Linked DNA regions of Ovis aries: region 2 is linked to region 1. Evidence: chromatin contacts called from public Hi-C data. All regions are on one chromosome and are shown on one strand. The core of a region is the stretch at or near the end of the contact, and the rest is flanking DNA. Distances in the headings are between cores, read along the strand shown. Region 1 has its middle 17 kb from the start of MUC2. Region 2 overlaps EPS8L2 (EPS8 like 2).

The links. A called contact is a pair of places that touch in the nucleus more often than the background predicts.
Region 2: a contact with region 1 is called in a Hi-C map of hypothalamus, with 3 times the contacts expected there. The contact joins two enhancer-like sites. A contact is called at or near these places in 5 of 16 Hi-C or Micro-C datasets (blood, hypothalamus, muscle and 1 more).

What each region holds. Positions count from the first base shown.
Region 1 is chr21:46,752,240-46,757,439 of ARS-UI_Ramb_v3.0, forward strand. No RefSeq gene overlaps it. Among named protein-coding and RNA genes, the nearest start is that of MUC2, 17 kb to the left of the region's middle. Within about 2 kb of position 2,357, at least 26 of the 54 cell types and tissues checked have an H3K27ac peak or open chromatin away from gene starts, as enhancers often do. A contact at or near this core is called in hypothalamus, where this site is marked.
Region 2 is chr21:46,993,367-46,998,566 of ARS-UI_Ramb_v3.0, forward strand. EPS8L2 (EPS8 like 2) reads right to left here. Exons shown (of 22, transcript XM_060404176.1): 20 at 5,039-5,200; 21 at 4,750-4,882; 22 at 3,743-4,677. The coding sequence ends at 4,594. Among named protein-coding and RNA genes, the nearest start is that of TALDO1, 15 kb to the left of the region's middle. Within about 2 kb of position 3,230, at least 12 of the 54 cell types and tissues checked have an H3K27ac peak or open chromatin away from gene starts, as enhancers often do. A contact at or near this core is called in hypothalamus, where this site is marked.

The DNA of each region.
Region 1 (5,200 bases), core at 1,107-3,606:
GGGCGATGGCTGAGTGGGTGCACGCAGGCCCGGCCTTTGATCCACTGGTGGCCTCTCCAGGCCTGAGCCCCTCTGCTGGGTGGGTGGGCGGGCCTCACTGCAGCCCCAGGCCCCCTGGAGAGCCCAGCCCTCCCCCCCGGCCCCTCCCCAGGCCTGCAGAGTGGCCCGCAGGGACCTGGGCAGGCGGTCAATGACACCTGAGCTCTCAAGGAACAAACAAAGGAGCCCATTCCCAGGAAGGGCTGACAGCTGGGGGCCAGGCTGGGGGGAAAGTCCAGCAGGGAGGGTCAGCGGTCCAGACCGCAGCCCCGCCCCGCCCCAGTTTATGGCCAGGTCCTGTTGGGGCACCGTGCCAGCACCCCCGCCCTTCCTCCTCCAGCGGCTTCTGGGGGCCCATCAAGGATGCAGGCCAGGAGGGAGCTCCCCAGAGAGCAAGACACAGGCAGCTGCTCCCTGGTCCAATGCAGAGTCGGGGGCGGGGTCAGGGCGAGTGGAGGACAGGCATCCCCGCGGCCCAGGCTGCCCTCTGCCCTGAGTGCCCCGACCAGGCACAGGGCCACACACTCAGGGTGCAGCCTTGACGGGGACCCACCTGCTTCCCCTGAGCCTCATGTGTTAAACCTGCTAAGGAAGGGGGGACAGGGTCAGCCCAGAGGCCCAGGGGGCTTCTAAGAGGCAGGTTAGGGCAGGGGTGGGGTCAGGGTACAGCTTGGGCACAGGGCTGGGTCTGAGGATTAGAGTGTCAGAACCAAGGGGCCTTGGGGGGGCGGTACTTAGGATCAAGAGCCTAAGACCAGCGTCAGCCACCCAGCGGCCGGGCACACTGACCTGGGAGGCAGCGAGGGCGCCCACCCCGTGCAGCAGAGCCTCCGGGAGCCTCTGGGGGCCTCCTCGTCCCTGCACCCTTTCCCAGGTCAGGGACTCACGGACACAGCCACTGACCACTCCCTCTGGTCAGGACCCAGGGGACCACCAGGGGGACCCACTGCCCTCAGGCCCAGAGTCGCCAGGTGGGGCCCCCAGGTGCCACTTACAGCTGATGGGCCGGTGCCCAGGCCGCCCACCTGGCTCTGCCCTGGGGGGTGGGGCGCTGAGATGCAGACACTGGGGCCTACCTCTCCAGCCACAGGTAAGATCACTGGGAAATTACTTCCTCCAAGCTCGTCTATGGGCTGGGGGGGTGGGGGGCGGGAGGAGGGAGCAGCGTCCACACCTACCCAGTAGCACCCCCCAAGCCCCTGCAAGTAGCTCCCCCAGGCAGCCTGCAGGACACCAAACAGCTAGGCTAACGGGGGGACGGGGCAGGGTGGGGGGGACAGGGCAGGGAGGGGGAGCTTGGCATAGCCGTGGTGAACTTGGAGAGTTCTCTCAGCCGTGGAGAGCTCCATCCTAGCGCCCCTGATGCTGGTGAATGTGTGGGAAGAGGGGTCTGGAACCGGGCCCTCCTGGGGTTCCAGGTCCTCCCCAGGTCCTCCCAGGATCTCCGAGCCAGCCCACTCTTTGCTTCCCGGGCACCCCCCGCAATGTGCTCTGCATACAGCTGGCACTCAGTAAAAGCTTGCAGTGTTTCTGTGGTGGAGGGCGGTTCCATCGCATACTGTGGCGCTTCAGGGCCCTGTGTGGGCTGCCGCCTCCTGCCCCCACCTGCACCCTCCTGCCAGAAGGTGGCCTTGGGAGGGGCGGGGTCCTGGGGGTGGTCCCCCCAGACTCAGGCAGAACGTTAGGCTGGGGTGCAGGGGCAAGGGGTGCTGTCCCCTTGGGGCCTGCAGGGACCTGGCAGCAAATGGGGGTCAGCTCTGAAACCACACATCACCGTGGAGGGCCATGAGCAGCCTAGAGGGTTGGAACAAGCCTCCTGTATCTGGGGTCTGGGATCTTGGCAGCAGCTGCCCCTTCTGCACGTCACAGGGATGGGCTGGGAGTGGGCGGGAGCCTGGCACAGCCGTGGAGAACTGGCGACCACCAGGTCCCTCGGATCAGGTCCAGCGGAGCGCCACCTCCCACCGCGGAGCCCCGCACAGGCCCTGCCAGGCCCCGAGGTCCCAGGAGCCAGAGGCCCCAGGGCCCCCCAGAGCCACCTCGTCGTTGCCCACTGCAGTGCTTCCTCTGGGCGCTCCCGCAGCCAGACGTGCAGGGAGCTCACCGCCGCCCGCCCCAGCCCGGCCCAGCATCCCAGGCAAGCGCGCGCCTTGATCAGCGCGACCGGAGCAAGGTGGCAGGCGCGGGAGGCACCGGGGATGCAGACGTTGGCCAGCAGGTGGCGCGCGTCGCCCGCACAGCCGCCCAGAGGGAAGTCTGCGCATGTGCACTCCTGCGCCGGGGCGTGGGCGGACCTGATCGGGGGCGTGGCTCAGCGAGTGAGTCACGCCCCCTCGGACTCCTCCCCGCGTGGGCGTGGCTTGAGTGGACCTCGCCCTCCCGGAGATCCGCGGGGTCTGCGCCGGCCTCAGGGCCCCCGCAAGCGGGTGCGGGGTCAGTCCGAAGGCGTCTCGCCGTCCCCTGACCCCGCCTGTCTCCGCATCGCGGCGCTGTGCCAGGTGAGCAGCGCGTGCCGCGGAGTCAGCGTCCAGCTTGCGCGGCTCACAGGCTGGACTGGAGGGAGCTCTGCCTGACCTTGGGCAGGTCACTGGCCTCCGCGCAGTGGGGGCTGGGAATCATCAGTCGCTCTAAGCATCACACCTGCTGGGGACCCTTCCCCAGCTGACCAGCCCGCCCTGCTGCTCTGGCCCTGGGCCCTCCCTGCCCGGCCCTGCCCCACAGAGGGCCGCCCACCTCTGCGCCTGCGCAGGGAACCAGGTGGCAGCCTGCAAGTGCGGGGGAAATGGACAACCCGATGGCCTCCGTCCTCCAGAGAAGAGCCCCCACCCGGTGGTCCTGGGGTTCTGCCTACAGCCTCAGTCCCCACCCTTAGAGGGCCCTTTGCAAACAGACTACCTGGAACCCACCTGGCCTAAACCCCCAGGGGAGCCAGGGGGCAGGACGGAGGCAGCAGGGCCCGCACTGCCGGCTGGTCCTCAGGGCAGGGGCTGTGTGAGGGTTCAGAAGTGCCCAGAACGACCGCCCCAGCTCTGGGGCTGGGAGGAGGTGGGACCCTGCCTGGAGTTGGCCACAACACCGCCCCCTCCTGGACGGCTAGAATCTGTCCCTGCTTCCCCCAGAGAGGAGCCTGTCCTCCTAGGCGTGGCCGCGTGTCCTTGGCATAGTGACCATACAGAGAGCCCCTGATGCCCTGCCTTCCCATGGTGGGGAGCGCAGCCTTCAGTGGTGACCCCCCAGGAGGGGTGACCCCCCGGGAGGCCAGGGCTGGAACCAGAGCCAAGTCTAGGTGACGCAGTGTGGTGGGAGCGGGCCTCAAGGAAGCGGATGTGGCCTTTGCACCAGCAGATTACTGAGCCAGGTGAGCAGGAAAGTCAACAGAAAGCTCTCAAGGAGCAGCTGAGGGACCTGCCCTGCCTGTCACCCATGGGTCAGCGTCACCCCAGGGGCAGCCGCACAGGGATGGGGCCCGGTGGGCAGCACTGGACTCCAGGCAACCCCACCGACCACAGACATGCGAGGGGCAGGGCCTGGCATGGGGCTGCAAGCGTGGGCTGCGGCAGCGGCTACCGCCACATCCGTTACTGTGGGTGAAAGGACCCTTGATCCACAAGTCATGAGTGCTTGGTGAGGCTGTACCCAGAGGGCAGGGGGGCGGCTCAGGCCAGCAAGGCCCAGGCCTGGGGGTGCCATTCATCTCAGTGATGCTCAGAAGGAGGTGCGAGGACACTCCTCCCCAGGGGTGGTCCCCCAGCAGGGGCGGGGACAGTGCTCCAGCTCAGAGGGTGAACCCACAGCCTCTGGAGGCCCCCAGCAACAGCAGGCAGGACCCCTGAGATGGGCCTCTCCTGTGCGACAGGGGCCCAAGGGGTCTACGGGATGGAGGGTGCAGGCAGATCTTCGGGAGGAATGGGTCTGCCCCCGGCTCCCCAGAAGATGAGGAAAGCATACAAAGTAGCCCCCAAAGCAGAGTCTCCAAAGGGCAGGCGGCCCCTCTGAAGATGCACGCACGGGGGGAGGCGCTGACCCCAGCCTCAGCGGGGGCTGGACATGCAAGTAGGGTCCTTACAGACGCAACTGCTTCCGGTGAGTTCACACCGAAACAGGTGGGCCCTCGCCCACGTGGCGGTGTCCTCATAAAAAGAGGGGGCATTTGACTCAGACACACACACGGAGAACGCCACCTGAGGATGCAGGCAGAGATAGGGATGGTGCGTCCACAGCACACGGAACCCCAAGGGTGGCCAGGAAGCGCTGCGGTGAGGGGCAGGTCATGGACCAGACGCTCCTCCCAGCCTCTGGGAGTCAAGTCTGCTGAGGCCTGGCCCTCAGACTCCAGCCTCTAGAACTGGGAGTTGATAAATGCCAGGTGCTCAGGCCGCCTTGGAAAAGTAAAACGGGAGTCCCCGTGGTGCTGCCCAACGCCTCAGGATGGGGAGGTGCCCGAAGAGCCCATGCTGGCAGCGTGGCTGTGGGCGGGGGCTCTGGGGGCAGTGTCTTCCTTCCCGCCCTTCCCTGCATTCCCCACGTGACAAGGTTTAACAACTAAAAGATGGGAAAAAACACGTGAGGTTGACTGTGGTCAAGACGCTGGACGCCAGGCAGCAAAGAGCAGGGAACGCAGAGGAGATGGGCACCCACGAGGTGGGTGCCAGCTACAATTTCCTGGTCACTGCCCTGAAACTGCTACCAGGACGAGGTGTGGGGAGGGGACTGAGACTCCTGGGGACAGGGTAGATGGAGTCCAGGGGATGCTGGAGAAGACGGGGCTGCACAGAGCAAGCCCTGGGTGGGCAGAACCCCGAGCCCCATGGGGCAGGGCATGCAAGTGAGGGATGTGCCCAAGCTAGGAGGAGCCACCTGCAAGGACGGGAGAGCAGCAGCTAGGGCCCCCACGGGCAGGGGGCAGGCCCCCCAGGCCATGCGGGCAAACCCCAGGATCACAGTGCAGCAGGCAGACAGCCCCGGCCCTGCCCACAGAGCACTATGCCAGCCCCACCGGCGGCCCACCTGAGCAACCCCTGCCGGACCAGACGGCACCCACGAGCCTCAACCGTGTCCCACACAGAGCCCAGGACACAGAGGAGGCAGAGAGCACCTGCCCACAGGGCAAAAGTCCCGGCGCCTGGCACCCAATCGAGATGTATCCCAGCAGGGCACAGAA
Region 2 (5,200 bases), core at 1,980-4,479, 240 kb after region 1:
TTGCCGTTTTCCTCAGCAGGTCCTCTAAACTCACTTCTAATCCTCTATGTGCTCACCAATCCTGAACCAATATGTCTTGAATTTGCCCAATTCTAATCCCAGCTCCAAATCTCAGGCACACCTTACCCTCACCCCCAGACCCTGCCAAGACTCTCACGGTAACTGAGCCCAAGTAGCTTTATCAACATGTCCCCTTTCGGGGACAGCATCTTGGGGCACCAACACTCAACACATAAAGAGCAGATTTCTATGAAAAATAAGAGTGGCATGAATACATGTCTTTACGGATCTCCCTGACGTCGGGCTTCCCAGCAGCAGCTGGACCTCATCCCCATGCCCACCTTCGTTCTGTTGGGGATACCATCCTGGTCGAAGCATCCAGAGAAAACCCGGCCTCGCCCGGACTCGCAGCTAGAAACCAGGAGCAGGTGAGTGGCCTTTTCGGGTCATTGGGGACGTTCTCCCCCGATCGACACTGAACCCCAGCTCGGGGCGTCTCTCCACGCAGCCGCCATCTGGACGGGGAGCCCACCCCGGGCGCGGCTCACTGGGGCCCCGGGGACTCCTGGTCCCTCCCGCTCCAAGGACGGGTCTCTGGGCCCCGTGACTCTGTGACACCGCGCGTCGGTTGTTGGAAAATGTGGACTCAGAGCCTCCCTTTCCAGCATCACTCGCTCGGAGAAGGGTCTGCAGGTCGGGGAGCTGGCTCGCTGATGCTGGCAGGCTCCAAAACTCTAACTTCCAGTAGAAAGAGACTGTCTGCTGCTTCTCGTTTGGGGGCGAACGCCTGCCAAGACCCCAGGTGTGAACAGCACGGCCGGCCCAGCGTGGGTCGGGGCTCGCCCGTCGCCCAAGCAAGCGCTGCAGGAGGCTGGCACCTGAGGGCTCTCGCCGAGGGCCCAGACTGGAGCCCGCTGCATCAGGGGCGTTTGCCAGCTCTCCCCGAGGCCCCAGGCTCGCTCAGGCGCTTCCTCCGGGGGGCGTGTGTGAGGGGGTCCTGCCATGCCACGCCGGGATCCTCACCGAGGAGCCAACGGCTTCACCCACCAGGGCTTCTGCACCATCCGTGCCCACGGGAGCCCCGTGAGAGAGGTGAATCACCCTGCACTAGTTTCTGAGGCTGTGGTAACAGAGGACCATAGCCCCCAAGGCTTCAACACCAGGAACTCACTGTCCCCAAGTCCTGGAGGCCGGAAGCCCAAGACCAGCAGGGTCACCCCTCTGGCGCAGCTTGGCTGCGGTCTTTGAGGCTCCTCGTGTTGTAGAAGCAGCAGCCTGGTCCCTGCCTGTCTTCAGGGGACCTTCTCCGTGCGAGTCTATGACCAAGTGCCCACTGGTGATAAGGACAGTAGTCACGTTGCGTGAGGGCCCATCCTAACGACCCCACCTTATATGAACTGGGGGATACAACCCAACCTTTAACATTCTGCTGTCTTGTTACGACGCTCGTCTAGAGTTCAGGGCCCCCCAGGGACCTGCGGACCCCGCCCAGGAGGATGCTCTGTGGGGGTCACTACGGAACAGGCCATGTGCTCTTCAACTTTAATTCTGCCCGTCACGTTGGCCTAGCAATTCCCACCGCAAGCACTTTTGGGGGAGGGTTAATAGGAGTTGTTTTTACGTTTCTCCAAATGGAGCTGTTCTCAGCACCACCGTCACCGTGAAGCCGCCCTGCCAAGCACACCTTCCCCGGCGAAAGGCGTCCATCGCGCCTGTTGTGATCCCGGTGGCTGACTCGGGTGTGAGGACATCTTGCCTCCTCTGCTACTTTTGTGCAATGACCTTCCAGTGAGTCAAATATTTTGAAGAAGTCAGAAAGAAATGGAAAAGAAGAATCTCCACCCAAAATGGCATTGGGCCCCGCTGGGGGGATGGGGGGAACCAGAGGCCACGGGTGGGAAGGCGGCCACAAAGACAGCCTGTCCACAGCACAGAGCCGGCCTTGTTGGTGGGGACGTCCGTGGGCGGCACAGCTGGGCACTGGGCGGGCGCTGGGCGAGACGGCCTGCTCTGCCCGCAGTCAGACCTCCGTGGCCCCCACCCTCTGCCCCAGGCTGTGCCATCAGACCCCACCTCTGCCTGCGTGACCAGTGCAGGCTGGGGGCCTCCCAGGCTCTGCCCCTCTGTGGGGCTCCAGGCAGGGGCCCTGACCCTCTGTGCCTTGTCTGTGCCTGCTTCTGGGGCCCTGAGATCACCAGGCCCCAGGGAGGCAAGTACTCAGTCACCCCCTGCAGAGTGACGCCCTGGGGTAGGAAGCACAGGGACTCCTCACAGGGACCCCAGTAGCTGAGTGACTTGGGCCCTGCACGTGTCTGTCCTGGGGGGTCAGGGAGCCCTGCAACCTGAGCAGACCCCTGGGGTGGGGGTGGCTCAGAACCAGCAGCTCCTGGTCAGGAAGGGGGCCTGGGAGCTGGGGGAGTGGGCTCCCCTCAGGCTGCCCAAGAGACAGGATGGGCCAGAGGGGGCCGTGGTGGGAGGCGGCCTGTGGGGGGAGGAGGGAGGCTGGGCAAGGAGGCAGGTATAGGTTTGGGGGCTTCCAAGAGACAAATGACCCAGCCCAGAGGCAGGGTCCCCAAAGTCCAGACCATCCAGCTGATGACAGCACCTGGCTGGGTGGGGACAGCGGGTGCGCTGGGAGCTGTCCCTCTAACCTTCAGGTCTAATGTGGGCACCCCTGGGCCAGCAGAGGCCACCCCGGGAGCCGGGGGGCTGAGGTGCTCAGGCCTGCTTGGGGAGGGTCCCAGCCAAGCAGGGGGGCTGGCAGTCCTGGCCCAGCGGGGCTGTGCTTTCTGATGGGAGGGTGGATGCCCAATTCTCCCCTTTTCCTCTCGAGCTCCTTGTTTGTGAGATCCTGCCTAGGCATGGGAGCAAAGACCCTCCTCTCGAGGCCTGGAGCTGGAGTGAGCATCTTCCTTTCCCGGGAAGAGGGCTCCGTGGTAGTCAAGTCTTGGTGTTGCCCAGAAGGCCCCAGACACCCCCAGCTGCCCTTGACCGAGCTTCACAGGGCTTCTGAGGCCCAGCCCAGCAGGGGACAGCCCCCTACCACCGCCATCTCCCACCCTGAAAGGCACAACCAGCCTCTGTGTCCAAGCGACCTGTGGTCGCCCACCAGGCAGAGACCCTGGAACCCCGGGGGGTCCTCCCCGGCTTTAGGGGTGCAGGGCCAGGTGGCAGGCGCTGCATGCTCCCTCCTGGTCTGCCGGCTCGCAATGCGCAGAGCAGCCAGCAGAGGGAGCCACAGGCCGGCGCCGAGGGTGGGCCTGCTGTGGTCTGGCCAGCCGCCCAGGCGCCTGTGTGCCCCTGACCCCTGCCTGCAGGGTCCCCAGTCCCTGCACCGGCTGCCTGCCCCGCCCCACAGGCCCCACGTCCTCTCTGGGGCCCCTCCCGTGGCTTGGGGCTCACCCTGTGAGAGTCTAGTTTCGATCTTGACCTCATGACTCATGCCCCCTCCCTGCTGGAGGTTTGACAGACCTGCTCCCACCCCTCCCATCCGGCCTTCCGGACAGGACCTCGAGGCTGGGAGGGCCACAGGTCTGCAGTGGGCACACAGCCACAAATCTCAGGGGTGTCCTCTGGGCCCTCTCGCTCGGGTGTGGAGGGGTGAGAAGCCTCACGGGAACGTCCCCAGCCCCGCCTGGCCACTGCCTGCCTCTGCCCAGCAATTCTTCCAAAGGTGCAATCCCAGCAGGGGCTCCAGAACCCACAGCGACCCCAGCGCACCTCCAGGACACAGACACGGGGCTGCTGGGAGACTGAAGGGGTTTAATGGCGTGGATCCTGAGACTTGGTCACCTCTCCTCCTCAGGGTGTGACCGCAGTCCAGGGCTCCGAGACTCACCTCCCGCAGCGCAGCAGGCCAGGGCAGCAACCCTAAGACCTGGTCAGAGGAAGCTCAGAGCGCCTGAGCTCCGCGGAGGGCTGGGAACAGGCGTGCGGGGCCAGGGCGCTGGGGACAGGCGTGGGGGGGCGCTGGGGACAGGCGTGGGGGGGCGCTGGGGACAGGCGTGGGGGGGCGCTGGGGACAGACGTGGGGGGGCGTTGGGGACAGGCATGGGGGGTTGAGGGGTGCCCAGGGCCAGTCCTCGGGTGAATGGGGTTCAGTCCGTCCTCAATCCTCCAGGCGGTGAAGGAGCCCCCCAGGCCCCCCCAGGAGAGCAGCGCACTGGGTGGGTGCTGAGGCAGCCTTGGCCCGCAAGGGGCACCAACCTGGCCAGCTCAGAGCCAAGGGCAGCGGGGTGGCTGAGGTCTGCTGCCCTCCGCCCCGCAGCCGGCCTTTGGGGGGGCGGTGCAGGGGCGAGGCCTGAGGAAAGGTCCCTGACGGCTCTGGGGGTTCCTGCGGCCTCGGGAGCGGGGGTACGGGCGGCGCTCCGGGATCAGGGGGCAGGCGGAGGAGGGGCTGGCACCGCCTGGCGGCAAGTTTGGCTGAGGAGAGTGTGGGGGCGGCCTGGGGGGCGTGCGCGGGGGCAGCGCCGGGCCCGAGGTCACACCCCAGGGACCCCAGCCAGCGCGACTGTCCATCTGAGTCCAGGGTCCGAAACACGTCCGCGAACAAAAATAACACTCCAGCCGCGGGGCGCATCCCCAGCTGCAGGCCTAACTGTCCTCCTCCGCGCGCCTCTGGGTCTTGGAATGGAACCTGCTCATGAGCTCCTCCAGCTCCGACCCGCCCTGCTGCTTCTGGGGGAGAGAGGGGCGTCGGCCAGGGTCCCGGCGGCCGCCGTCCCGGCGCCGCGGGGCGGGCGGGCTCACCTCCAGGAAGGCCTTCTGCACGGTGAGCTGGCTGTACACGCGGGCGCCCTCCTCCCCGCACACCTTCCGCAGCTCGTCCTTGTTGAGAGAGAAGAGCTGCGGGCCGGTCAGGACGCCCAGGTGCTCCACGACCCTGCGGAGCGAGCGCCAGCGTGAGCGCGGCCGGGGCCCGGGCTGCCCGGCGCGGCCCCGGCGCCCGGCCCGCCCAGCTCCCCGCGCGCCCGGCCCGCCCAGCTCCCCGCGCGCCCGGCCCGCCCAGCTCCCCGCGCGCCCGGCCCGCCCAGCTCACCGCGCGCTGAAGGCCTTGGCTTCCAGCCAGGCGCGGACCTCGCGGGGCCCGGACGCGTGGGTGAGCGGCGGGGCCGCCGGCTGGCTGCGCTCCACGCGGAAGGGCCGCGCCGGCTGCGCCCGGATGTTGCTGATCTTCTTCGCCAGCTCGTCGTTGACCTCG